Regions from separate parts of the Mus musculus genome. Here all the other regions are linked to region 2. The links are chromatin contacts, called in public Hi-C and promoter capture Hi-C maps. All regions are on one chromosome and are shown on one strand. Each heading gives the region's core, a stretch centred on a gene start, on an enhancer-like site or on the middle of the called end of the contact. The rest is flanking DNA. Distances are from core to core; before and after follow the strand shown.

The links. Promoter capture Hi-C pulls out the DNA fragments that hold promoters and counts their contacts. A called contact is a pair of places that touch in the nucleus more often than the background predicts.
Region 1: a Hi-C map of the N1E-115 cell line shows a contact between it and region 2, with 2.3 times the contacts expected there. The contact joins the promoter of 2310043L19Rik here to the enhancer-like site in region 2. A contact is called at or near these places in 1 of 484 Hi-C or Micro-C datasets (the N1E-115 cell line) and 5 of 115 datasets of contacts at active chromatin or transcription factors (astrocytes, double positive thymocytes, embryonic midbrain and 2 more).
Region 3: a promoter capture Hi-C map of cranial neural crest shows a contact between it and region 2. The contact joins the promoter of 1700016C15Rik here to the enhancer-like site in region 2. A contact is called at or near these places in 1 of 39 promoter capture datasets (cranial neural crest), 1 of 484 Hi-C or Micro-C datasets (nephron progenitors), 4 of 115 datasets of contacts at active chromatin or transcription factors (astrocytes, bone marrow-derived macrophages, large pre-B cells and 1 more) and 4 of 9 other capture datasets (adipose tissue, embryonic stem cells, liver and 1 more).
Region 4: a Hi-C map of cerebral cortex shows a contact between it and region 2, with 2.8 times the contacts expected there. The contact joins two enhancer-like sites. A contact is called at or near these places in 1 of 15 datasets of contacts at CTCF or cohesin (pro-B cells), 7 of 484 Hi-C or Micro-C datasets (bone marrow-derived macrophages, cerebellar granule neurons, cerebral cortex and 4 more), 9 of 115 datasets of contacts at active chromatin or transcription factors (astrocytes, bone marrow-derived macrophages, craniofacial prominence and 5 more) and 1 of 9 other capture datasets (embryonic stem cells).

Annotation. Positions count from the first base shown.
Region 1 is chr1:177,641,518-177,644,251 of GRCm38.p6, forward strand. It overlaps 2310043L19Rik (RIKEN cDNA 2310043L19 gene), which reads right to left and starts at 1,426. Exons shown (of 3, transcript NR_037994.1): 1 at 1,190-1,426; 2 at 493-597; 3 at 25-380.
Region 2 is chr1:177,321,084-177,324,169 of GRCm38.p6, forward strand. All of the region lies in intron 6 of Gm36904 (a long non-coding RNA gene), which reads left to right. Among named protein-coding and RNA genes, the nearest start is that of Gm36904, 65 kb to the left of the region's middle. Within about 2 kb of position 1,393, at least 142 of the 459 cell types and tissues checked have an H3K27ac peak or open chromatin away from gene starts, as enhancers often do. A contact at or near this core is called in the N1E-115 cell line, bone marrow-derived macrophages, cerebral cortex and 4 more, where this site is marked.
Region 3 is chr1:177,728,527-177,731,378 of GRCm38.p6, forward strand. 1700016C15Rik (RIKEN cDNA 1700016C15 gene) reads left to right here and starts at 1,288. Exons shown (of 6, transcript NM_027077.2): 1 at 1,288-1,435. Gm30115 (a long non-coding RNA gene) reads right to left here and starts at 1,549. Exons shown (of 5, transcript XR_373742.2): 1 at 1,137-1,549.
Region 4 is chr1:177,683,143-177,686,053 of GRCm38.p6, forward strand. No RefSeq gene overlaps it. Among named protein-coding and RNA genes, the nearest start is that of 2310043L19Rik, 42 kb to the left of the region's middle. Within about 2 kb of position 1,394, at least 46 of the 459 cell types and tissues checked have an H3K27ac peak or open chromatin away from gene starts, as enhancers often do. A contact at or near this core is called in cerebral cortex, muscle stem cells and stem cell-derived neural progenitor cells, where this site is marked.

The sequences.
Region 1 (2,734 bases), core at 176-2,675, 320 kb after region 2:
ACTTAATTAACAATTCAAATGATGTATAGCAGCCGTCTTATTTATTCATTAGGTTAGCCAATATTTATTTCTTAATCCAATCGCCCAAGTCTTACTACCTTATTCAATATCCTCAATTTACAGATGAAAAATTGAGGTTCAGAGAATTATATAATTTGTCAGAGTACAGTAGCAGCAGGATCTGAACCCAGAACACAGAGGTGGGCCTCAACGTGAATACTTTAGTTGGAATTCCAGTGGGTTCTCCACATTGTCCCAAAGCAACCAGCTTGGCCAGAGCAGAGGTGTGTGTGTGTGGACTTGATACCTGACCACAACATGCTACGAGGTGAAACTTGAATTTTCTGTTCCCTGAAGCTCCCACTTTTCTTTCCTGTTCACTGAAAACAAAATGAAATTAACATCATAATGCAAGAAATCGAGTCACATGGGTGTGGATCAATCTTCATTCCTGCCTTTGTCACATCAAAAAATTACAGAGGCTATACCCACCAGCGCCATTGTTCTCCTGGTCTCACGTCATCTCCAACGTCAGCCCTGTCACCACTCAAGGTGCCACTTCCTTAGTCCTATACAAAATGCAATTTTCACTTGCTCCTGGAAAATCAATATGGAAAGGCTCTAATTCTCCAGATTTCGATTTTTCAATAAAAATGTGAAAATGAAACTCCACAGGACTGCAGCCAAAATGGTGCCCCTGAGCCACTGTCACTCTGGAGGGAAACTCAGCAAGGGTTTTAGAGGAGAAGACCAACTTCCCCATGGCTCCTTCCATGACTCACTGGATAAGAAAGGAAGAAAGCACGGACAGGACTCATCTGTGCTAGTTTTAGACGGGTCCCTTCAAAGAAAGACTTCTTGACTCGGAATGGTACTGTGTTTGCAATCCCAGCATTTGGGAGGCTGAGGCAGGAGAATTGCTGGGAGTGAAGGCAAGCTTGGGAGCCTGGGTTACAAGTGTGAGGTTCTGTCTCAAAAAGAAAAAGGAGAGGAGGAGAGAAGGGACTGGGAAGGAGGGAGAAAGGAGGGATAAAGGAGGGGGAGAGGGGAGGGGAAGGGAGGGGAGGAAAGGGGGGAAGGGAGGGGAAGAAAGGGGAGGGGAAGGGAGGGGAGGAAAGGAGAGGAAAGGGGAGGGAAGGGGAGGAAAGGAGAGGGGAGGAGGGGAGAGCATTGGAACCTTCTGACTCACCAACTCTGCTTTCCACTTAGAAGCTCTGGGTTTGATTTCCTCACCCAGGAACAAGAGCGGGAGGAGGACAGGAGTTGGTCAGGTGAGTTCTGGGAGTGGATAGAAGTCCTCAAAGGAAGCATCCCTGGAGAGGCTCCTTAAGGTGCCTGGCTCACTGCAGGCACTCCCTAGGGTGAGCTTCCTGCATGCCTGCTTCTGCCTCTGTCCCTATCCCTCAGGCTGAACAGCTGCTGTGCCCTTTTGGAACATAGCGTTGTCAGTGGAGGGCCACTGTGAACTCTTCAGTTACTACCCAGGACCTCCTAATCCAACCAGCAGAGTGTCACACTTATGGAAATGTCACCAACAGTCCCCAGGCTCTGCCACAAGAGACCCTTCAGAACAAAGCTCCCAGGATTCCACATCACTTCTCTCCACTGCTGTGTTGACACTGAACTCAGTGGGAAGAGGAGAAGCCTCTACTGAGACCTTGCCCTGTATGTAACACGAGCTCGTGAATGTCTGTGGACGGTTCTGCCTGAGCCAAGGGCAGCAGGCAGCACCAGCCTCAGAAGGGTGAGTCTCAGCCGGTTCACTGCCACGTGATCCTGGGTGGGTCACGTAGCTTCTGGGTACTTCACTGTTCTCAGCTGTTAAACAGGTTAATAATAGAGAGGCACACTTTGACCCAGCAGCATGGCCTGGCAAAGGGAAGCCGATTCAGTGATGGGACAAATGGACAGGGAACTGAGGACTTTGAGGGAACAGAACAAGAAATCCGCGGAGCAGTGAACTTTTCTGTCAAGCCTCTGAGAGGCCTAAAACCAAAGGAGATGTTTAAGACCGCAGCACCAGCTTTAGGCTCTGTCTTGTCTCTGCCCAACACCCTCCATTTTGGCTCTCTTTCTTCCCTCAGCTCTTCCCTTCCTCTCCTTCCTGCGCGCCTTTCTCCGGTGCTGTATGGAACTCAGCCTCACTCAAGCTAACCAAGGGCCCACCACTGAGCTAGCCTCAGCCCATAGGACTAGTTTTCCTATCACTTCCCAATAACTTTTAAACCAGAACCCAGAGCTTTGATGGCAGGCAGGCTGAGGAGAGGGAGGGCATGCAAGCACAGGTTGGCTGTCTACGGATCCACACATAGTATGAATCGGTGCCAGGAGAACACATGGGGAGCCACCAGCTGTTGGGCTCTCTTGGTCCATGTCTGCTCCAGCAGGCTCATGACACTTCCAGGAAGTCAGGCTGACTGGAACAGAACCACCAGAAGGAATAGAAGACCTAGAGGCTAGCTTAGAGTCCCGGGAGTCAGGGCTGTGGTGCAATTCACAGGGTTGAGTACTTGTCTAACATGCACAAGGCTGCAGGTTTCAAACTGAGAAAGGAATGGGAACTACCTCAGGGCTGCATCCTAAGAGGATTTTACAAGGAGTTACAAGATCTAACAACAGGCTGTGTGTATGGGGTGAAAGGATACAGACACAGAAGAAAAGTTACCAAGTGAGGTTTTGGGGTTTTTTTTTTTAATAGCACATAATTTAAAAGAGAACAAAAAAAAATCAATGT
Region 2 (3,086 bases), core at 143-2,642:
ACATGGACACCCCCCCCCCCCCACACACACACACACAGGTGAATATGAAACCCTGTATGTGATCATGCCTACACATGAAGTGGGGAAAGGCACTTGATGGGTAAGTCTGGCAACCTGAGTGTGATCCCTGGCATCCACATAAGAGTAGAAAGAAAGAACCAAATCCACAAAGCTGTCCCTTGACCTCCACATGACACCATGACACCCCACACGCACATCATGCCCAGGCTCAATAATAAAATCAAAGCTTTAAGGGTAGCCTGGATATTATTAGCTTTCCTTTCTTCCCTCAAAGGTAAGATTTGAAATCTTTTTGTTGTTTAAATTGTGTGTGTGTGTTGCTGGGCCTTGAGTGTGCCTCTGAATTTCATTTCTGTAATCATGTATGAACTTGTGCTGGCCCTCAGTATACTCAGCATAGTTTTCTAGCATCCCCTTCAACGTCTACACGGGCTTTCTGGATTTTTGAATGCAGCTTCATCCTGACCTGTACTCTTCGTTTATGCTCAGGTACATGGGCTACCTCAGGCATTTTCCAGGACCCTGAGGCCAATCAACAGACTTCTTGAGAGCAACCTCCTTTCATCCACAGAAATGAAAACAGGGCTATGGCAGACAGCTCATGACTTTGTTGTTTTATTGAGACAGGGTCTCTCTCTCCAGCTGACCTAGAACTCCCAATTCTCCTGCCTCAGCTTCCCTGGTGCAGAGATTTAGACTTGTGCCACCATGCTGAGCTTGATTTGTTTTTGAAAGCTCAGCTTGAGTGCCAGTGAGGGTCTTGCTGTGTTGCCTAAGGCCTGCCTAGTTGGCTGTTCACCTCCGCCTCTCTTGTAGCTGGGATCATAGATTGCTCCATTTTGCTGGGCTACAGCTAACAGTTGCAACTTCTTTATGGAGGGAGCTCCCTTGGGGAAACCTGGAGCAGGTGGAAGCAGTGGCACTCACTGAGCAGGATGTCCAGCCTAGACAAGCTGTTCTTTTTCTGGTGACAAATGCTTCAGTGAGCAGTGACTCAACCCGTGGGCCTATGCGGTTTTGGATTGGCATGTGACCTCCTTCTCTCTGAAGGAGGCTGTTGAGACGGAAACCCGGATGTGTTCCTGCAGATTGACAGTGGCTGAGGGTTGGAATTGATCTGTGTGTGTTGGGATTGATCTGTGTGTGACAGTCAAAGCAACCTGTAGCTTAAGGGTGAAAGGCATGCCCTTAGGAGCCTGCTTCCATTTTCAGTACCCACTGGACTCATGTGTGCCTCAGTTCCCTCTTCTGTGAAATGTACCTCTTTCACAGAGATACCGTGATGATTTCCTCGCTCCAGAAAAGCTCTCATGGCCTGGCTTATTGAGAGCACTAACGCAGGGGTAGGGGTGTGGCTAGATGGTTGAGCACAAGGCCCTGAGTTTGGGCGGGGGTGGGGGTGGGGCGAGCTAATGAACTAATAATGCAAAGGAATGGGAAGGAGTGGGAATGGATGGAAAAGTTTAAAGGGGGTCTGGGGGTAGGTGAACACTGAGGTCAGCCTAAGTTTTTGAAGTGAGGTCAGCAGCCCGGCATGTCTTGTTTTTTTTGGTTTGTTTGGTTTGTTTTGTTGTCCACAAACCCCCCCCCCCCCACTTGCAGACTTTCCCACGCCGCTGCCAAGAGGGTGGGGAGCAGTCGCGCAAGTGGAGGGGAAGCAGCAAAACCCGTGGCGCGGGTCGGGCCAGGTCGCGATGGAGGAGCTGCGACTGCGGGCTGCCGGGCGCGCAGAGAGCGCATTGTGCGGGAGCGCTGAATGGAACAGGGCTATGTGCGGGCGGGCTTGCACGGATTAGCTTGCTTTCCCATGAACTACAAAAGAATGCTCGAATCTGGGGCATTTGTCATCAAGGGGCAGGCTGCGCAGGATGCAAGGTAACCGGAGCTTTTCCCGGGCTGCCGCAGTCTTTGGGGACGCGGGTCACTCTAATCCTTCCTGTTTATATTGTGAACGCGTCGCAGCGAGGCTTAAGCAGGGCCGTGGTAAATACGCATCGCAACGCGGGCATTCCTAAACAGCTACGTCCTGGGCTTGCTTTTCATTTGTAGTCTGAGGAAGGGGCACTGTTGCCTCCCATGTATTCGGTCCCAGCCCAGAGCGGCTGAGCAGCTGACACAGAAGCGCATCGAGGCAGCTTTTCTGCACACAGAACCGGCTTTGGCCCTTGAATAGTCCTCTGAGTTTACACAGTTGCTTCCCTGGTTTAGTCCTTCCAGGACTGAGGATTTCAGAAGATTGTAATATGAAACTACCTAGACACGGCTAATTTAACAGCGAGTTGTTAGAAGAAGTAAAAAAAACAAAACAAAATACAACAACAACAACAAAAGAGAGTCTTCATGGTGTTTGTAGAAGCCAGGAGATAAACTGGTCATTGGTGGGACCTTGTTAAGAATCCCAAACAACACATTTCCCTTTTGCTGGAATTTGATCCCTCTCAAAACCTACTATCTCAGGCCTGTGAGTCTGGGCAATTAAATATTTGTAGATGGTGAAGTTTGAGGTAACCCTACTCCTAATTGAAGGCACAAAACACACCACCATGCTGGAATTGAGCCTGGAGCCAGAACTCGTGACTTCCTTTCTCCTGGCTTGGTGATGTCTTCCCACGCACAAAAAGACAGAGGGCTCTCGAAGGCCTATGGGCCCTGTCTAAGCTTGTTTGTTCTCAAAAAGAGGAGTGAAGGCATTTTTCCCGTTTTGTTCATTTATTTATTTTTTTGTTTGTTTGGGTTTTTTTGTTTTTTGTTTTTGTTTGTTTGTTTGTTTGTTTGTTTGTTTTTTCGAGACAGGGTTTCTCTGTATAGCCCTGGCTGTCCTGGAACTCACTCTGTAGACCAGGCTGGCCTCGAACTCAGAAATCTGCCTGCCTCTGCCTCCCGAGTGCTGGGATTAAAGGCGTGCGCCACCACGCCCGGCTTATACATTTATTATTTAACTCTACAACCATTTAAAAGTGGTTAAAAGAGTCTGAGACTCATGTTAGGATTAGGAAAGTAATGTGAGGTTCTGCTTGTGGCCTGGAGGAGATGGGTGGGGTCAAGACAGAATAGTGCTTAGGGAA
Region 3 (2,852 bases), core at 38-2,537, 410 kb after region 2:
GATTAATTAGATATGCATACTAGTCTCTCTGGGTTGAAGATTATATTACTTTAAATATTCTTTGTTTTTCTATATTACCTGAATTCTGGAAACAGGTGTTATTTTTAAAACAACCCACCCCTGTTTACTTGGGGGGGGGGAAGCAGCATGCAGCACACATGTGGAAGTCAGAGGACAACTTACAGGAGTCAGTTCTCACTTTTTAAAATTAACGTGGGTCCCAGGAATTGAACTCTGGTCTTCCGGCTTGGTGGCAAGTGTCTTTGTCCACTGAGCCATCCTGTCAGCTTAAGGGAATGTTTAGAGAGTCTATGCAAATGAGAGAAGTCTCTTTAATCATCACAGAAGGAAGGAAAGATAATGAAGAGATGCTGTCCCCAGCTCATGACTCCCCAGCAGACACTGGAGAGAGTTATTTAAGGATTATACTTCCAAACTTGAAAATCTGAAGAAGAAAAGTCATAACTGTCCTGATGGCTAATCTTCACTGTCAACTTCAATCTCCTAGGAGACACATCCCTGGGCATGTTGAGGGGGTGTTTCTAGAGGGGCTTAACGGAAGTGTGAAAACCACCCTGGTTGTGAGTGACATCATTCTACAGGGTGGGACCCAGACTGAAAGGAAAAAAAAAAAAAAAAAAAAAAAAAAAACAGCCTTGGCCCAGGCTTCCTGTCCATGCCATCAGGAGCTGCAGATGAATATTTCTCTTCCTACTTGCAAACTTTGTTTGATCGAGCCCTGCCCTGTTTCCAGGCCAGCCTCTTGTAGACAATGCCAGTGTTTGTTTTGGGCTTAGTTTTGCTATGGTATCTGAACAACCATTCTACAGCCATTCTCTTTCCTGGCTGAGACTCGCTTCTCTGTGTAGTTGTGCAACAGTGATGGTTGGTGGCTTGGTTTGAATCATATTCCTGAACAATTAAAAACCTCTTTCAATGGCTTTAGTAGCAGCGGCCTTCCATAGACTAGTGTCATTTTAGACCAGGCAGTGCTGGATTCCTTTGTCCCTGTGACAGCCCTTCTCAGTTCCAACTTGCAAAGGACACATGCAACACCAGATCCCTGACCTTACGTTCCCCTTGAAGCAATGTTTGTAGAAAAACAAGTTTAGTGGTTGATAGTCTGGGTCACTTACCTGTATGGTTTCTCCCTGACACCAATTTCTGCCCTTACGTTCTATGCGCAGCTATGCTTTCTGTTAGAGACGTTCAAAACAGGCTTTCTCTAAGCCTGAACAGCACTGCTTAGCACAACTTTCCACTCCACCGTGCATCATAATCCCCTTTGAGTGATGTAAAGGGATCAGGTCTCACAGCTCTGCCTTGTACTTTTCACAGCATGCCCCACACAGAGGTGGCTCAATTTCTTGCTGCCCTCAGAGGAAAACTTCTTTGAAGAAGGAGGCCCCTGCCCACTGCTGCCCAAGCCAAGCCGGTAATGCAGCAAGGCTCTTACTGCCTGGGCCTCTCTCCTCTCACTCCGTGGCTACATGGCTAAATGAGAGGATTGCTTTTGCTTTTTGTTTGTTTGCTTGGTTGGTTAGTTGGTTGGTGGGTTGGATGGTTGATTGGTAGGTTGGTTAATTGGTTTGGTTTGGTTTGGATTTTCAAAACAGGATTTCCTCTGTGTTATCCTGGGTGTCCTAGAACTCACTCCATAGACAAGGCTGGCCTCGGATTCAGATATCTGCTTCCTAAGTGCTGAGATTAAAGGCACAAGCCATCACTACCTGGCACATTTTGAATAGGTGCTTACAACTTACAACTTTATGGTTGGAATTCTTTGCAAAGCTAGGAATTCTTCCCCCCAACTCGACTCAGGTGTTAGGTATGTGTATATATCTGCGTGCGGGTATGTGTACATGAGACCTGCTGCCATGCTTCCTGCCATGAAAGCTAGCAAATCCCCTGGAGTTGGAGGTTCAGGAAGTTTTAGCTGCCTGAGTACTGGGAACTGAACTTCGTCCTCTGAAAAAACAGCAAGCTCTTGAAACCGTTAAGCTATGTCTCTGCCCCTAAAAATTATTTTAGAATGTGAACAGTGGTCTACTTGGGATGTTTTGAATATTTTTTTTCTCAGTATTTTATAAAAGTTTGGTATACCCAGCTGCAGAGCAACCCTGCAGCCACGGGGCTAAGCAGGTCTAACACCCCTATGCTGTCTCTATGTTGTCATGTGACTATGTTACCCTGAATGTCCTGAATACAGACACAGCTCTTCCAAGGAGAAAGGGCTTTACAAAATGTATCTAGAAAGTCAACAGGTACTATCTACACACAGCTGATAACCCTACACAGCTGATTGCTATGGTTTGGATGTAATCAGTCACCAAAGGGTTTCAGGTGTTAGAAGGTGTTGGGAACACTAAACATTAAGATTAACTATTAATATATGGTAACTATTAATATATTAATATTCTATAATATTAATAACTATTAAATATTAAGATTAAGAATTACAATAACTGTGGCAATGTAGAAATTATCTCACAACATTAAAAAAAAACAAAACCAAAGATTATTTTCTAGAAAATAAATAATGCCGCTTTAGATATATAAATTATGGATGCCTTTTCTATTATAGCATTATTTTTCTGAGCATATTATGTTTTCAGTTTAAAAAAAAATGTTTTATGATGTCCAAGTCAGCTATCCATTACTATAACAAAGTCTGAGATAATCAACTTATAAGAATTGTATTTTGGCTCACTGTGGTGGTCTGAATGAGAATGGCTTCCATAGGCTCTCAGTGTTTGAATGCTTGGTCCCCAGTTGGTAGAACGATTTAGGAAGGATTAGGAGGCATAGTCTTACTGGAGTAGATGTGGCCTCTTTGGAGGAGGTGTGTTAGA
Region 4 (2,911 bases), core at 144-2,643, 360 kb after region 2:
ATCTGAGTAGTTATGACAAAGACATTTTCATCTCAAATTGTTATGTAAGGTATGGCTTTCAAAACCCCAAATATTGACTATCTGGCTCTTTCTAGAAAACATCCCCAGGCCATGCTGTGAAACCCATTCCATCCTAAAGGCCCGAATTGAGGTTAAATGCTGAAAATTATCCTTTCAGCTTGAGAGTCAGTAAGGTTTACAAGGCCTGGTAGTTGTGGTTGAGATGAGAAGGAACCTGGAGGTTAGAAGCAGAGACAGCTCTGGGTGGCGGCCTCTGGCCTGACTATAAAAACAAAACTGAAGGCTAACTTAAGGCATGTTTTTAAGTAAATAAGACCAACTAGGGATGCAGCTTCGTGGTAGAGCATCTGCCTACCTGAGTTCCAGTCCCAGCCAAGCAATAGTCCATTAACTAATTAAGTTAAAATAAAGTGAAAGGTATTTTCAAATTCAAGACAGCAGAAGTGGGATAGGAAGCAGAAGTAATGGGCTGTGCTCCGGTCCCTAATCTGCCACCAATTAGGTGTATAATTGGCGCAATCACTTCATTTCCTTGAGCTGTTACTTTATTTACAAAATAAGAGGCTCCTCCATTTATTGAAATTCACGGGCTCCTCCTGTGGGGAGCTTGCCACTTCAGACCGGGACATTTTGGGCTCTGGAGTAAGAGCCTATCTTATCTCAGGATCTCAAGGTGAAATAAAACATTCAGTGATGCCCTAGGTAGTCCAGCAGGGTTGTGAGGAAGAACTGAAAATTCAGAGTACTGTTGGCTCTACCGCGTCTTAGTGATATTCACCATGGTCGTAATTTATCACCATCTTGCCTTCCAAATAGATAGATTAGTGTAAGCCTGTCCACCCAGCGAGCTTCTCCCATCTGCAGAGGGAGGAGGCAGCGGGACAGCTGCGGATGGGACCGTCAGCTCAAATTATGTAACAGTAGCGGAGAAAGGCAGAGGCTTTCTCAATTTAGGCTTCTTGAGACTAGCGTTACCACGAGTTTCTCTACCCTAAACTCTCACCACACACAGCAAAGATGGCTTTGTCCCCAGGGCAGTTAATCCACGTAGCAAAGGGATCCCATAGGCATTGCCAGAGATCTTGGGGTAATTGAGACCCGACAGCAGATAAATCCTGCAGAATCAGGACCACTTTCTCTCTCCAAAGCCCTAAAGTGAGGAGCGGCTTTCCAAAAGCTCAAGCTTCTAAGCTTGTTTATCCCCGTTTGTGGCCGACGAGTCCTCCGTCCTGGACTACAGAGCCCTGCTCCCCCCTCCTCCCCTTAGTACTCATTCAGAGAAGTGACCCCAGTTGGCAGCCCAAGCTGCATAGACTGCAGTCAAATAACACCCAGATGAAACTGCAGCTGATGGCTGGCCTTTTCCATCAGTGGCTGCTGTGTGCAGCTCTCTCCTGGCCTCCTGAGGTTCAAATGCCCGCCTGATTTTGCCCTGGAAGCATCCCAGCCCAAACATGGAACAAAAGTTCCCTCTGACAAGCCTGTTTGGATTCCAAAGTATGTTTTTATGCTTGCTGGCAAATAGAACCATCACCAGCAACAATAACAACACTGTCTCCCCTCACTGAAGCGACTTCATTTCTTCACATTTGTTCCAGAGCTGGACAGATGAATAATGTTCGCTAAGGGGCTGGCCCAAGTCCTGACCTCCTGCCTCCAAGAGCAAACAGAAGTGACACACAGGCTTATCTGAACTTTCAGTTGCTTGATTCAAAACAGAAAGAGAGAAAAGTTGCTATTTAACCTATGTAGCCACCTAAGGGCTTTTGTTTTGTTTTTCCTTTATTCCTTAGTTGTTTATTATTATTATTATTATTATTATTATTATTATTATTATTATTATTGTTATTATTTATTCATAGCTTTCATTTGTCTTCTTCAGCAAAAGAGGACCTTACTACTGGTGCCCCAATGAAGCCAGTTTCTCAAAGACCGAGATTAACCTGACATCTTGTGGCCATACTGGGTATATACAAGTCTAGACAAACCAGCCCCTTATAAAATTAGGGAAGGGATACAGAAAATGTTTGAAAGGGTCTTCAAAAATATTTCCCGTGGTGTTTTATTTAAGACATCTCAGGAAGTCATGTAGTATGTCTTGGGAAAACCACACACAGGACGATATTTAAGTACCAAGTAACTACTTGTCTCTCTCTCTCTCTCTCTCTCTCTCTCTCGCTTGAACAGATCACTTCACTCTAATGATTGGCTTCTCATCTGTAAAATAGAGTTCATGATAAATATTATTATACTTTTCTGAGGCTTATATAAGATAAAGCAAATCAAATGACTGTTAACGATTGAGGGTAGCTTAGTGCTAGAGGCCAGGCTTGGCATGCAGGAGGTCTTGTGTTCAGTTTCAATACCAAAACCAAACCAAAATAATAACATTTAAACGTTACATACACTATGAGAACACTAAGGATTCCTAGAAGTAGAGTCTAAACTCATACTTGGTTAAATTTCTTCAAAAACCCAAAACCTGTTTTGATGCCTAACCCCAATATAGCATAAAGCCCTGGCCTCAGAATAGATAAAGAGAACAAATCCACACAGTCATATGCTTTCCTAAATATACCCACTGCCAAATTCTCTCTCGTGTTTTTTGTGATGTAAGTACAGCCATTTTCTTTGGTCTTTCCACTTAGGGCCATCAAGTGAACCGTGAGGAAGGGGTAGGAGTCTTGAGGAGTTAAATCATCACAGATCACGTGGTGCCTGACTGGCGGTGGGGCTTGAGAACCTGTGCCTTCTGTTTACAGTGCTGGGAGGAAGGTCTTGGTGTGATTGTGATGTTAGAGATCAAACCTTTGTCTTGATTTATTTTTAAAGATGTATCCATTTTTTTTTATTTATATGAGTACACAGTAGCTGTCTTCAGACACACCAA